Linked DNA regions of Mus musculus: regions 2, 3 and 4 are each linked to region 1. Evidence: chromatin contacts called from public promoter capture Hi-C data. All regions are on one chromosome and are shown on one strand. The core of a region is the stretch at or near the end of the contact, and the rest is flanking DNA. Distances in the headings are between cores, read along the strand shown. Region 1 holds the start of Ephx4 (epoxide hydrolase 4). Region 2 holds the start of Rpl5 (ribosomal protein L5). Region 3 holds the start of Hfm1 (HFM1, ATP-dependent DNA helicase homolog). Region 4 overlaps 4930428O21Rik (RIKEN cDNA 4930428O21 gene).

Region 1 (3,386 bases), core at 569-3,068:
CTGTCTCTGGCGTGTCATTGCCCTTGATTCCACCACCTTACTAAGAAAACAAGGCCCAAGGGCTGAGGTTGCAGAGCAGTGGCAGAGCATTTGCCTTTCAAGCATGAGACCCGAGCTTCAGTCCCCAGCACTGCCGTCCCTTCCCCTAAATGAGGTCCAAGTAAGTCACATAAGTCATGAAGGTCATGGGAGTCATGAGCGGGCTAAGGATGTAGCTCAGTGGCAGAGCACTCGCCTGGCATGACCAATGTGTCCCCCGGCGTCACTAAATAAACAAGTTAAGAGGAATGAAGTATACAGGTGACTAGAGTCACCACTATTTCTTCCTTCTGCTTTTGAGGGGAAAAGAGAGTAATTCTGAGGAATCCAGGAAGAGTCATAAGCTGTGTTTCATCCTTAAGTTGGACAGAATTAACAAATGTGACTTGGCTGTTATCTTTTAAAAATTATTTTAGTGGTGGTGAGTCTTGGAAGAATAAAATGCCAGGGCCACCAGATTGGATTTAATAAAGATTTTATCGCACTGGGTATATGCCAGGTTGATAATTATAATGATGAATTATAAATTATACTAAGTTATAGGTCCGTTGGCCTATGTTTTCTTCTCTTTTTCTTTGTGGTTCTCTTCCTCCTCCTCCTCCTCCTCCTCCTCTCCTTCTTCTCGAAACATGAACATACTTAATTCTCACATCAGTTTCAGGCTCCTTTTGCCTTTCTGAATCCCAGTTGCTGGGGAGTTTAGCTGCTGATTAAACGTCAGGCAGGACTCAGTAACACAAATATCTCCTTGTATGTTGCCTTTGAAAGGCTTGTGAGTCAGACTGTAGGTCGTATCACAGAGACTGTATCACTCCACCACCTGGCATCAGGAAATAGACCGTCTGTGGGCTGTGACAGAAGCTTGGACGAGGACGGACAATGAAAATCTGTTGGCACGGTTGACACTTTTATTTAAGCACAGAGAATGGAGCTTTATTAAGAAGTGGGTACCTACTTTGTATTCCATTCTCTCCTATTTTTGACTTTTTGCACCTACTTCCTTCCTCACAAACACAAACCATTTCTTATCCTTTAGTGCTGCCTAGGTCATCTGAGATTAGAAATGACTTTCCAAAGAACTGTCCACTCCCTCCATCTCAAAATCTGGACAGCAGGGCACCGCCAGGAGCATTATCCTGCAACTGATCTGAGCCCTAAAAGGCAAAAAAGGTAACAGGAGATAGCTTCTCCTTGCAGTAGGAGAGGGAGCAGAATTATTCTGAGTTGCTTCAGCAGGAGGAGGATCCAGTTAGAGAAATTTCACGTTCTGAAACACGCACCTCCCCCCCTCCACACACACACATAGGTTAAGGAGAGAGTGGAAAGCCATGATACTGACCCGCGGAACAGCCCCTGGCCAGGTCCCTCCTGCCTCCCCCTGGGGTCCTCCGGGTGCCCGCAGCCATCGGGACGCATCTAGGAACAATCGGCCCGGCGCCCTAGGCACCGCGGCTTCCAGGGCTCCCCACCCGCGTCCCTCTCCCTCCCCTGTCTCCAGGCCCGCGTCGGCCTTCACCTTGATGCGCACGTAGCAGTGAGTCCCTAAGGAGGGGTCGTTCAGGCACGCCGGAGGGTTGGCCCGGGCCGCCCGGCGGAAGGTCTGCGCCGGCGCCCTACCGATGCTCCACAAAAGTTTGAGCAGGTGGACGGAGGCGCACAGCCCGCAGTAGCCGTACACCAGGGACCAGTAGAGCAGGGCGCGCAGCGCGGGCAGCAGGCGGGGCGGGCGCGGCGGGGCCATGGGCGCCTGCGGGAGCCGAGCTGCGGCGTCCCTCCCGCGCCCGCCCGCTCGCCCCGCACACGCCGCGCGCCCGGGCCTCGGGGACCGCGCAGGGCGAGGCCCGGGCTGTCCTCCCGTGCCACGTCGCTAGAGCCGAGCGACATGAAGGCGACGCCGAACGCCATCCCCAGGTCCTGTCGAAGCTCCGGGCTCTGAACAGGTCCCAGCGCCCCGGTCCCAGAAGCCGCAGACCTTTTCCCGGATGTGAGAATCGCGGAGGGCGGGAGGGACTTTTGTACTGAACTGTGGTAATTATTTCTTCAGGTGGGCATCCCTAACACAATCTCTTACAGATATTAACTGTTTCTTAACTGAGTTCAAAGTTACCAAACACCCCAGCCAGAAAAAGCAAAAAGGCACTTTACACCAAGGCACAAGCAATCAATTAGCTTGTCCCTACCCTTAGCAAGGACTCCTCCCTCCTCCCTCTCTTCTTAATGTTCCCCTCCCCCTCCCTCCTCCCGCCCCCATTGGTGTAACTCTACAATAGTTTATCAGCCCTACCCCCACCCCGCCCCGTTAAGAAACATTCATTCTTCTTAGTCTTCCTTTACGTTCCTGTTTCCCTTCTCTTCCCTGACCTCCCTTGTGTGTGTGTGTGTGTGTGTGTGTGTCCGTCCGTCCGTCCGTCCGTCCTTCTAGAGATGCAGTTACAGGTGACTGTGCACCCCTCACCTCCGGAACTGAACTCAGGTCCTCTGAAAAAGCAGCCAGTACTCTTAACTGGTGAGCCATCTCTACTCATTCCTTCCATCTGAATAGCTTAGGGCTGTTATAAGTGTATCTACATAAAATGTTTCTGTGTGAACGTTTTTTTTTTCCTATTTCACCTAGAAATGAGACAGTGGGATAAGGTGGGTAAGTGTACCTTTGGCTTTCTGCGACAGAATCAAACTGGCTTCCAGAATGACTGCTCGGTGCTAGAGGTGTTGCTTAGAGCCTGGGTCCCATTCTTTAAAGCACTGTGTACTGAACTCTTAATTTCATTTGTTCCAGAGGTGCAGAGTGAACCCTTGATTCTCAATAAGAGGCACTATCTTCCGGAAGGAAGGAGCTGCCTGAGGGCAGAGCATGGGGGAGGGCAGCTGGGGAAGTGAATGTTTTAGAACAAAGTTTAATGACACATATGTCTGAATATGCCACAAAGGCTACCGCGTTATTACTGTTAATTACTGTTAAATAATGAATAAAAAGAATAAAGCCTACATTTATTTCCTAATGGCGAATAGTACCAGGCATCTTCTGTGTGATCACATGTCACTCAGCTATACTTTTCTCGACAAAGTGTCTATACAAATCTTCTGCTTGGTGTTGATCCCTGCCCCACCCCCATGGAAGCAGGGGTGGTGGGCCTGCATTCACTAGCTCTGGGCTATATCCACAAATGCTTTTGTTCTTTGGGTTGTTTTTTTTGTGGGGGGGGGTTGCTTTTACAGGCTTTATTTATATATTTGTGTATACTTATACATACATATGTATGTGTATAGCAATACTACTCAGCTATTAAAAATAATAAATTTATGAAATTCTTATGCAAATGGATGGATCTGGAGGATATCATCCTGAG
Region 2 (3,386 bases), core at 491-2,990, 500 kb before region 1:
TTCCAAACCTTCCCCCCACCCCCACCCCCCCCACCCGCCACTGAAATCTACTAACACAAGAAAATAGTCTCTCCCAAAAGTTAGAGTTGATGCGTCTGACCACACTACTCAAGTCTAGGACATAACTCACCTGGCAGATGATATCTCTGTTAGTTACACGAACTATCATCCTATATTTGGGTGTGTTGTACTTATTCTTGTCCTGGATCACCAATCGTTTTCGAGCATAGTAGTCAGTTTTACCCTCTGCAAGGGGAAAAAAAAATTTAACCAGGGAAGGTTCCACCTTGAAACAGTCTTCAGAAACTAAAACAGAAAAAGTTCATACCTCGCCGCCTTCGAAATCTCACTTGGTATCTTTTAAAGTAGGCCTTATTCTTGACAACTTTCACAAACCCCTTTAAAGGAAAAAAAAAATTATCAGGGCTTTGCTAATTGTTTCGTCCCATGACTTTTTTCTTTTGATACAGGCCAACTATGTAGCCCAACATGACCTAGCATTTGGTAGTTTCTGAGCGCCGAATTAATAGGCAAGAACCACCTGGGTTTTGGTCTGTATTTTTTTATTTAACTATGTAACAAAATCATGCCCAAGTTTCAAAAGCAAATTATTACAAGTGTCAACTTCTATAGCATGTTTCTAAGCTGACCGGAAACAAGAATCGCTGTTGTGCAGTGCTCAACCTTTAATAAGGTTAGTTCCTCATGCTGTGGTGACCCTTCCCCAAACCATAAATCTCGTTGCTGCTTCGTTAATTTAATCTTGTAGTTATTCATCGTTAATACAAATATCTGACAGATGGGTTAAGAACCAGATGGAGAACTGCTGTTGCACTGGTTCTCTTCGCCAAACACACCTAACTAAGCCTCAGAAAACACGTAAAGATGGCTGGGCGGAATAGGGCACCGACCCAAGTCGCTCCATCCACAACTGCAGGCTCCTTACTACAACTTGCAGGTACAAAGACATTTTCGTACTGCCTTTAAACAATCTTTCAATTCCTGTACCACTGATCGATCCCTACGCCAAACCGCCGGGATGTATCACCTACACCGGAGCCAATCTGTGCCGACAACTGCACACCTCACCGAGAAAGTTCAACCACTCGGCGCTCACTTCCTCCCTGCCTAAACCGGGCTCAAATGGCAGAGTACGATCTACAATTACTCCTCGCAAATGAAGAGCTGCACCCCACCTCTCAAGTCCGATCTCAGCAAATCTCTGAAAACAGGGCCAGACTCTGGCCAGGAAGAGCCAGGGGCCGCCACATCCCTTCCGGGACGCAGCAGCGCCACGGCCTCCACTGACAGACACTCCCGGCTTCAGGGCTCTGTGCGAGGCCGAGGGATTCGGGCTTCCGTGGCACGGCCTCCTGACGACCCCGGAGACAACTGCGGCTGGCAGCCGGACTCGGAAGCCTCGTCCCGAGCACCCTCCGCCGCGGCCCCTCCCCCGGCTGGCACCCGGCAGCCATTAGGCCACGCTGGAACGGCGGGCGCAGAGCCGGGAATCGAATGCCATCTGCCCCCCGGGTCGCACGAGCCGACCCCGAGCGGGCATCCGCGAGAGGAGGGGGCACCCCGGTGCACGCACGGGCCTGAGACCCAGATGCCCACTCACCATCCTGCGGAATAGAGACCCGCAACCGCGGCTCCACGCAGACCTGCAGAGTCGGCCGCGCTAAGGGGGAAAAAGACCGGAGTCACGTACGCATGCGCAGTATGTAGCACCACCAGCACGCAAGCGACGTGAGAAAGAGTGGCTGTAGGCCTCAAGATGCGCGGGCTATCGCCCCCTGCCGGTAGGAGGATGAATGTCATCTTCCTCCTCTCAACGAGCATGGAGGATGGGCGATGAGAAAGGGAAATAGAGGCTTTTTGCGAGGACTTTTTTTTTTTTTTTTTTGGGGGGGGGGTGGTTTTTCGAGATAGGGTTTCTCTGTGTGACCCTGGCTGTCCTGGAACTCACTCTGTAGACCAGGCTGGTCTCGAACTCAGAAATCAGCCTGCCTCTGCCTCCCAAGTGCTGGGATTAAAGGCGTGTGCCACCACTACCGGGCAGGAGGACATTTTTAAAAACACGCTCGGCATGCACGCACACACACCACACTTATATAATTATTTTTCTAAGCAGGAGGGGGTAAAAATTAAGTTAAATACATGAATTTGCCTATGCTGAAATCTTGCCTTCTCCATGACTTGACTCACTTCTGGAATATATATTTCGGAATTCCCAGCACACAGGGCCGCCGGGAAGCTCAGCCTCAGAGCCTCAAGTTTGAGTTAGAAGAGACTCTTCTGCCTTTGCATAGCATCTTGACATCTGCTTCAAGCATACTTTTCATTCTCCAGCACTTCTCAGAGTGCTGACCTCCAGTCAATTCTTAGTTACCTGTTACATGGTGAAAACAAAACAAAACCCACTGCACTCTCCTGTTGCCTTTATGCTTCCATTGTCCCCAGAATTCCTGACATTATGAGCGCCGCCTCCTCCATCACTCTTAGTCCCCTTCCTCAAGAAGTTTCTTTTTAGGACTGGGTGTGCAGCTAAGAATTGCAGCCTCAGTACTTAGAAGGGAGAGGAAAAAGAATCAGAAAGTGCAAGGCTAGCCTAGGCTACCTAGTGAATTGGAAGCCAGCCTGGGCTGCCTGAAGGAAAAGAAATGCATACAAACAATTATTTAAACACGTGAAAGAACAGTTATAAGGCTGAGAGCTTTAGAAAGTCTAAAAAAAGTCTGAGAGCCGGGCAGTGGTGGTGCACGACCTGGGAGGCAGAGGCAGGCAGATTTGAGTTTGATGCCAGCCTGGTCTACAAAGTGAGTTCCAGGTCAGCCAGGGCTACACAGAGAAATCCTGTCTCGGAAAACCAAAGTCAATGAGAATGCAATTTGAAAATTGCTTCCCTAGCCGGGCGTGGTGGCGCACGCCTTTAATCCCAGCGCTCGGGAGGCAGAGGCAGGTGGATTTCTGAGTTTAAGGCTAGCCTGGTCTACAGAGTGAGTTCCAGGACAGCCAGGGCTACACAGAGAAACTCTGTCTCAAAAAACAAAACGAAACAAAAAAAAAAAAAAAAAAAAAGAAAAGAAAAGAAAGAAAGAAAAGAAAAAACAAAACAAAGTTGCTTCCCCAAATTCTGTGTACCCAATTATTTTTAGCAATAGCATTTTATGACACTGGTGCTCAGATTTTGGAGGGGCAGTGGGACTCCTTAAAAATATTTGTATTTTTATGGATAGCTCAGCAGGTAAAAGTGATTGCTATACAAACCTGATGTACTGACGTCAGACCCCCGGAACCCTTATGGAAAGCCAGGAATGGAGTATGTACCTGTAATCCCAGCATTCCTGTGGTGAGATTCCAGGTTGAAGCCGAATCCCCTAGAA
Region 3 (3,386 bases), core at 644-3,143, 480 kb after region 1:
TTTATACTGCTCAAGAGTCCCTTAAAGATGGGAAAGGAGCCTTTTCTTCTCTGCATTATAGACTGCTAGATCTCCTTCCCCCACCCTGTGTTTTTAAATATTCTTTAAGCCTTAAGCCCCCTAGCTTTCCTATTTCCCTGTGCTAATTGTCCTTATAGCATGACTCACCCAAAATGGAAGGTATTACCTGCTGAGTTTTGCTCCAGGGAAGCAGCAAGAGGAGCAGATGGGTAATGCGGATCCCCTGGCTCTGCCCAGGTCTACTCTTTCCTTTTATTATTTTATGTGCATGGGCTTTCTGCCTACATCTGTGCATCGTGTGCAGAGGTCAGAAAAGGGCACAGGATTCTCTTGAAGTGGAGCCACAGACAGTTGTGAGCCATCCCAGGGGTGCTGGGAATCAAACAGGCTCTCTGGAAGAGCAGTTAGTGCTCCTAACTACGGAGCCATCTCTCCAGGTCCTAATTTTTAAATCTTAAGAAAATTAACTATTATAGAACTCACAGTATAATAAACAAGTTCAAATTAGTTCCTTGGCTTAAGATTTTACTCTATTTCAGAACCTAGAAATTAGGATGTAAAATTTGCCAGAAGGGAGCTGTTTATAAGTGAGACCTAAACATTAGTTTTGTGGTTTGAAGGGGTTATTCAGCTCTGCCTCTGCTCTGAGTACAGAGGTGAGCACGTGTAGGAGCGAGACTTCCCAGCAGCAGAGCTTAGTTCTCTCAGAGGCCAAGAAGCCAGGACCTGTGGTGTGCCCAGCAAGCTCTGTGGAAGGGAAAATTCAGAGCCTATCGTGGCTTGGGTGCTCACTTGTGGGAAATAAAACATTAACAAGCCTCAGAATTGCTCAGAGGCTGCTGTGTTTTATGCGATCTGCGCAGATGACTTGTATGGTGGGCAAAGCTGCCACTTGCGCGTTAAGTCAATAGAAAAAAAAAAGCACTTTGTATGTGTTTTTTTAAATATATACACGCTAATTAACAATAGATGCTTCAAATACAGCAGAGATCTGCTTGAAGTTTTTAAACATACACTTTTTCTAATCGTACTGTTAAACAACGAAACACAATGTCAATGTCTGCTTAAGGGAAATAGAGTGTAGAAAGAAGAGCTGGGGGCCAGGCATAGGCACGCTCTGGAAATAAATAATTGATATTTGGTATCAAATATTTACATCAGATGTATTTCCTGACCTCTCTGGATAGAATGTTTAAACTCAGTCTTGTAGCTCAACAGTGACCTAATGGGTGCCATTTTAAATTAGACACTTAGGTAGGAAGAAAATGGAGGTTCCAGGGCTGCGGCCTAGCTAATGCCTGGCAGTAGAGGACCCCCAAGGTAAGATATTTATTTAATGATTAGCGGTGCGCCCATCAAAACCAACCACACATCTCTGAAGGAAACAGTTGGGCTGGGAAGGGGACTGGGGGTTGCCGATCCATTCTTAGGCGTTTGACTAAGCCGGGCTTGGGGGGCGTTCGAAGGGTCGGTAAATCGGCGCTCGACTCAGCCCCCCTCCCCCCGGCAGGTGGCTGTGGCCTGGGCGGGACGCGCGCGCCTCGCGTGGGCGCGTGGGGGGCTCGGTGAGCGAGCAGTGGCGGGGCCGGGGAGAGGAGGGAGGTAGGGTGGGTGGGTAGGGAAGCGCGTGCGGGGAGGGAGGAGGTGGGGAAGGAGGCGCGTGACGGGGAGGGAAGTGCGAGGGATGGGGAGGGGATGCGTGGGGTATGGACCACCGGGCCGGGCAGCCGGGCGCCCTCAGCGGGCGAGCGAGCGAGCGAGCGGGCGTCTCCCACACATTCCCGTCAGGGAGCGCGGCCTGAGGCCTGAGGCGCACCGTGCGGTGCGGGGGTCGGAGGTGCGGCGGGGAAGGCGCGCATGCGCGTCGCCTCAGCCTCCCGCCCGGAGCGCGCCGGGCCGGTCTGTTCTCTAGTCCGCTGTCCTCCCCTCGCGCTCAGTTGTGGTGCGTGGTCGCTGGGCCTGGGTCTCTGCACCGGCGGATGATTTCTGACGGGTTGGTTGTTATGCGTGGACGTCTGCGCTTCTGACATAAGTACTAGTTTGTTTGAGACAGGTCCCCACTCTGTAGCCTAGGCTATCCCTGCCTAGCTTCATCTTCCACCTCCCAACTGTTGGGGTTGCTGTTGGGAGCCACTCGCCTTTAAGTATGTTTTCAGTTGCAAAAATTATAAGGAAACCGCTGTCCAGTACTTTTATACAACAAGTAAAAGATCATAGAGAATAAGATACTAAGGTTGTCAGAAATACAGAAAGGTGTGTGTTACTTCTACAAGCCACAAGCCATACAAAACAGGTCGCAGTGTGGACTCTAAAAATACTTGGGGCGATATCACTTACAGAATTTTGCACTATATTTCTGTATTACACGGTGAGACCTGTTTTGTGTGTGTGTGTGTGTGTGTGTGTGTGTGTGTGTGTGTGTGTGTGTATGTAGCCCAAGCTGACCTTGGCTGAGACTGGCCTTAAATTGATCCTCCTGCCTCCACCTTTCCAGGGCTGAACTATAAGCTTGTACCACTATGCGAGGCTCTGAAATAAGAACTTTGAGACAAATTTAGAATATCTAAACTTAAAACTTTAATTAAAAAGTTATCACCTTACATCAAAATGTAACGTTTATTTTAGGGATGGTTTTTTAAAAGTATTTATTTACATCATGAAAATTCCAAATTCACCATCTTTTAGAGTCCAGCTAGAAAAATAAAAAATTCAAACTTAACTGAGGGAAATCAGTTGACTAAAATTGCTTTATTTAGAATTATTTTATAAATTGATTGCTAGTGCACTCATTCCAAAATGAATTTTTATGGGTTATCTTCTCTATGCCAGGAACTGTTCCAGGTTATTGAAGCACATTAAGAAGAAGAAACAAACATCCCTTTTTTGCTTTCTAGGGAGAAAGATAAACTAAACACACAGTAACAATTACAGGTGAGTGTTTTTTAAAAAGCTAAGAATACAAGATGGAGAGATGCACAATTTTGGATAAAGAGTTTTCCCCCCATTGGAGTACATCAGAATTAAAATATATATGTGATGTTTTTATTCTGAACTAAAGTTATACCGACTATTATACTAAAACCAGAAAAATGTTCTTGCTACTGTGTGCATGGGAGGTCTTTTTGTACAGGGTAACATTTAAAATTAGTTTTAATTTGTTTCACTTTCTTTTAGAATGAAAAATTAGATCAGACATGTTAGTATTAAAATCATTTACATTCTGAGGTAGCAGAGCTCTAGAAACATGGTTTGATGCCTTTTACTTTATTAACCTTTTGTTGATTAAAATATAGTTCTGAATCTAGACAGGAAACATTTTACAACTTCTTGGACAACACGTACAATGTTGATTACTGTTTCCTTGT
Region 4 (3,386 bases), core at 610-3,109, 300 kb before region 1:
CCTACCATGTGCACAGGAGTTGCCAGTGTCCTTATGTTTGCACTGTAGATGGGACACTGGAACGCAGGGCTGCTACTTGGTAGTGCTCTGCTTGTGTCAGATAGTCAGTTCTAGATGTCTGGCCCTCTTCCTCCTGATCCTGAGGGAATGGTAATTCCTATTCACAGGGCCATTGTGGGTCTTAGGGAGACATCTTTAAATTTCAGGGGACATTACTATAACTACTAGACTTGTTATTTGTATTTTTAAAATGCACACACATGTATAAGTTAGTGTGTGTGTGTGTGAGGGTGCATGTGTGTGCATGTGGAATCCAGAGGGCTGATGTCATCTTCAAAGATCGTGCTAACATCCTTCAAGGCAGGGTGTCTCATTGACCCACCCAGTGAGTACCAGGGGCCTCCGTCTCTGCCTCTGAGCATCTAGATTACAGAAGCTCATCACTAGGCCTCACATATGCACCTAGATTCTGGGGACTGAGCTTGGGTCCCATGCCTGCAAGGCAAACATCTTATCTATGGAGTTACCTCACCAGCTCTATTTGCATTATTCTCTGATCATATAGCTCTCTCTGTTCTTAAGCATTCTCATACTCTGACTTGGGTATTTGCCCCTTTCCTACCTTCAAATCTTCTTAAAATAAAATAAAATAAAATAAAATAAAATAAAATAAGGAGACAAAGACATGACTCTGGAAATGAAGGCCTGGAAGATTCCCAGCACACAAACTCAGTCACAGCGTCATGACACAATATCTTTAGGGGATCCAACTTATCAGAAAAGTTGCAACCTATGGCCAGCAAGGAGTTTCTAGTTTTTTTGGTTTTTTTTTTGGTTTGGTTTTTTTGAGACAGGGTTTCTCTGTAGCCCTGGATGTCCTGGAACTCACTTTGTAGACCAGGCTGGCCTCAAACTCAGAAATCCGCCTGCCTCTGCCTCCCAAGTGCTGGGATTAAAGGCGTGCACCACCACGCCCGGCTAAGTTTCTAGTTTTTAACTTATTTATTTATTATCTATTTTGTGCCCCCTTCATGTACCTGTGTATGTGAGTGTGTGTGCATGTGTGCATATGCCACATTACAAAATGTGGAGGTCAGAGGACAATTTATAGAACTCAGTTCTTTCCTTCCACTATGTGGGTTCTGAGAGTCAAGCACAGGTTATCAGGCTCAGCAGTTCCTTTATCCACTGAACCATCTTTCTAAGGCCCAGTTGTTGTTGTTGTCTGTGTGTGTGTGTTAATAAATTGACTCAGAGTTTTGCTGTTTAGTCCAGGTTGACCTGGAAGTCACAGCAATCCTCCTGCCTTAGACTTCTGAATGCTAAGATTGCAGCATGAATCAACATCCTGCACAAAGAAATAACTTTTATTATTTATCTTTTTTTAAGTGCATGGTGATGCTCTCGGCTTGGGAGTGAATCACAGCAAGAAAGCCCTGCATCGTAGGTAGCTCTCCTCGGTACATTCCTGACTCTCTTTGGCCAAAGGATGGAAATCTCTGAAGATAATGACTCTTCTGTGACTTCTCTCTTCCTACTTACTTCTGTTGGGTTGAGTTCCCTTGTGGCCTGCTGATTGGCCCTGGCAATGTACCTGTTAGTGGTGGAGGGCAGTTTGGAGAGTTACTTCCACTAAGTTGATAAATGCCCTCCCCCACAACGGTTTTCTAGACTCCAGTCACAATCAACACCTTCTTTCCAAATTCCCCAACCACATTGTTCAGGAAGCAGAAGCATCTAGAAGCCACAGGGAACTGTTGGACTCAACCTGTAGAAAACTGGATGGAGGTTAGCTAGCCCTCCCTCCCGGGAGCTCCGACCTACTCCAGGGTGAAGAAAGCGAACTTGTATTGTGTAAATTGTACCCAGCACTGTCTCAGGAAGTACCGTAGCTTCCTGATTGTGAATGCAGATAATAAAGTGTAAGGCCGTAGCGGCTAAGGACGAAAGCCACCAACCCACCAAAATGTAGAAAATGACATTTCTAAGCCTCAGGTGCAGGAGAGTCACTATAATGGTTAGGAGGCCTCAGGCAAGGAATTGGTTTCCTGTCTTAAGCAAAGATCACTGGGAGCTTTGAGAATGGCAGGGAAGGGTTGGGAGACCTCTCCGCTGGTCTCACACAACCGTTGGGTTTCCAGGGAGTCAGGACTGCTACTTGCCACTTCCGCTCCCCTATTTTCTAAGAGAAATTATGAAACAGAACTTGATAAAGAAAAAGTAAATTTATTTACAGCTGGAAAAAACTGGGGAGAAAGAACCTAGTTTCTTTCCTCAGTGTCTATGGTTAGGATTTTTCAAAACCCCTAAGACACAGGCCAGAATATTGCAGATTTACCTCTGACAGTTAGGCTGGTCTTGATCTAGGGGCAGAGTGACTCAGCCCTGGGTTGCCCGTACTCCCGGCAGGCTGCCTGGTGCTGCTTCTGCCTCCTTCATACACACAAGCATACATGCACATGTATGTATTATATACACAAACACATATGAACATATATGTATTATACATATAAGCATACATGCACATGTATGTATTATACACACCAACATATATTAACATATATGTATTATACACACACGCACACATATGTATTATACACACAAACATACATGCGCATATTTGTATTACACATACATGGTTATTAGACATTTGAAATATGAAGAGTGTGAGGAGCTGGTTTTAAAATTTTAAAATGAAAATTTATCATTTTAAAATAAAAAAATTATTTTGAGAAAAGGTCTTGCTTGTGTATTCTTGGCTGGCCAGATTTTGTGTGACAAAACTTTTTCTGTGGAACAGAGATGTCTACTGACCCCAGCTAGGGAACCCATGACAGACCAAAGTAGGGATTCCACCATCATCCAACTTGGTGACTCAATGTGTTTTATTGGGATTATTACAGGGATATGGGTGAGAGGTGACTTACAGGATCAGAAATAACTCAAAGACAGCTGCATTTACCAAAGGAATCCTAGCATGACTGTCAACTCACAGAAGCCAGGAACCTGGAGCACACTGCACCACCTGCAGGCAGCTCAATAGGTTGGAGAGTGTCCTTTCTAGTTGCCTCAGTTGGTCTAAACCTCTTCTATGCAGCTTGTCTGGTTTTTGCTTCTTCTAAGCAGCTGTTCTGGTCTCAGAGTCTTCTTTGCAGCTTAGCCCTTCTGAGAGGGATTTTAGCTTTGGTCAGTTTCAGGGACTTCCTGAGGCTATTTGAGTTGTATACCTTCCTGCTTAGGATGCTTTTCTGCAGGATGGAATGTTTCAATCTTGGAGGAAACTGGTACACGATACCAGGTTCTCACTATGTAGTCTGTCTGGCTTTGTTAATATTTTTTAAAGTACATTTTATTTTGTGTGCATGTGTGTGTGCACACATTAGTAG

Evidence for each region. Promoter capture Hi-C pulls out the DNA fragments that hold promoters and counts their contacts. Capture Hi-C pulls out chosen DNA fragments and counts their contacts.
Region 2: a promoter capture Hi-C map of adipose tissue shows a contact between it and region 1. The contact joins the promoter of Rpl5 here to the promoter of Ephx4 in region 1. A contact is called at or near these places in 1 of 39 promoter capture datasets (pre-B cells), 1 of 484 Hi-C or Micro-C datasets (embryonic stem cells), 1 of 115 datasets of contacts at active chromatin or transcription factors (pro-B cells) and 1 of 9 other capture datasets (adipose tissue).
Region 3: a promoter capture Hi-C map of adipose tissue shows a contact between it and region 1. The contact joins the promoter of Hfm1 here to the promoter of Ephx4 in region 1. A contact is called at or near these places in 11 of 39 promoter capture datasets (the 3T3-L1 cell line, the HPC-7 cell line, cranial neural crest and 8 more), 1 of 484 Hi-C or Micro-C datasets (embryonic stem cells), 2 of 115 datasets of contacts at active chromatin or transcription factors (embryonic stem cells and fetal liver) and 1 of 9 other capture datasets (adipose tissue).
Region 4: a contact with region 1 is called in a promoter capture Hi-C map of hematopoietic stem and progenitor cells, with 2.9 times the contacts expected there. The contact joins the enhancer-like site here to the promoter of Ephx4 in region 1. A contact is called at or near these places in 6 of 39 promoter capture datasets (embryonic stem cells, hematopoietic stem and progenitor cells, liver and 3 more) and 1 of 115 datasets of contacts at active chromatin or transcription factors (effector CD8 T cells).

What each region holds. Positions count from the first base shown.
Region 1 is chr5:107,401,945-107,405,330 of GRCm38.p6, reverse strand. Ephx4 (epoxide hydrolase 4) reads right to left here and starts at 1,818. Exons shown (of 7, transcript NM_001001804.2): 1 at 1,556-1,818. The coding sequence starts at 1,780. It overlaps Gm17202 (a long non-coding RNA gene), which reads left to right. Exons shown (of 5, transcript XR_389494.4): 3 at 1-160.
Region 2 is chr5:107,898,882-107,902,267 of GRCm38.p6, reverse strand. Rpl5 (ribosomal protein L5) reads right to left here and starts at 1,740. Exons shown (of 8, transcript NM_016980.2): 1 at 1,622-1,740; 2 at 329-398; 3 at 131-246. The coding sequence starts at 1,624.
Region 3 is chr5:106,924,397-106,927,782 of GRCm38.p6, reverse strand. Hfm1 (HFM1, ATP-dependent DNA helicase homolog) reads left to right here and starts at 1,893. Exons shown (of 40, transcript NM_177873.3): 1 at 1,893-2,014; 2 at 2,851-2,952.
Region 4 is chr5:107,697,559-107,700,944 of GRCm38.p6, reverse strand. 4930428O21Rik (RIKEN cDNA 4930428O21 gene) reads left to right here. Exons shown (of 3, transcript NR_045871.1): 3 at 1,390-2,733. Among named protein-coding and RNA genes, the nearest start is that of 4930428O21Rik, 4.2 kb to the left of the region's middle. RefSeq lists an enhancer at 1-2,371. Within about 2 kb of position 1,859, at least 48 of the 459 cell types and tissues checked have an H3K27ac peak or open chromatin away from gene starts, as enhancers often do. A contact at or near this core is called in hematopoietic stem and progenitor cells, where this site is marked.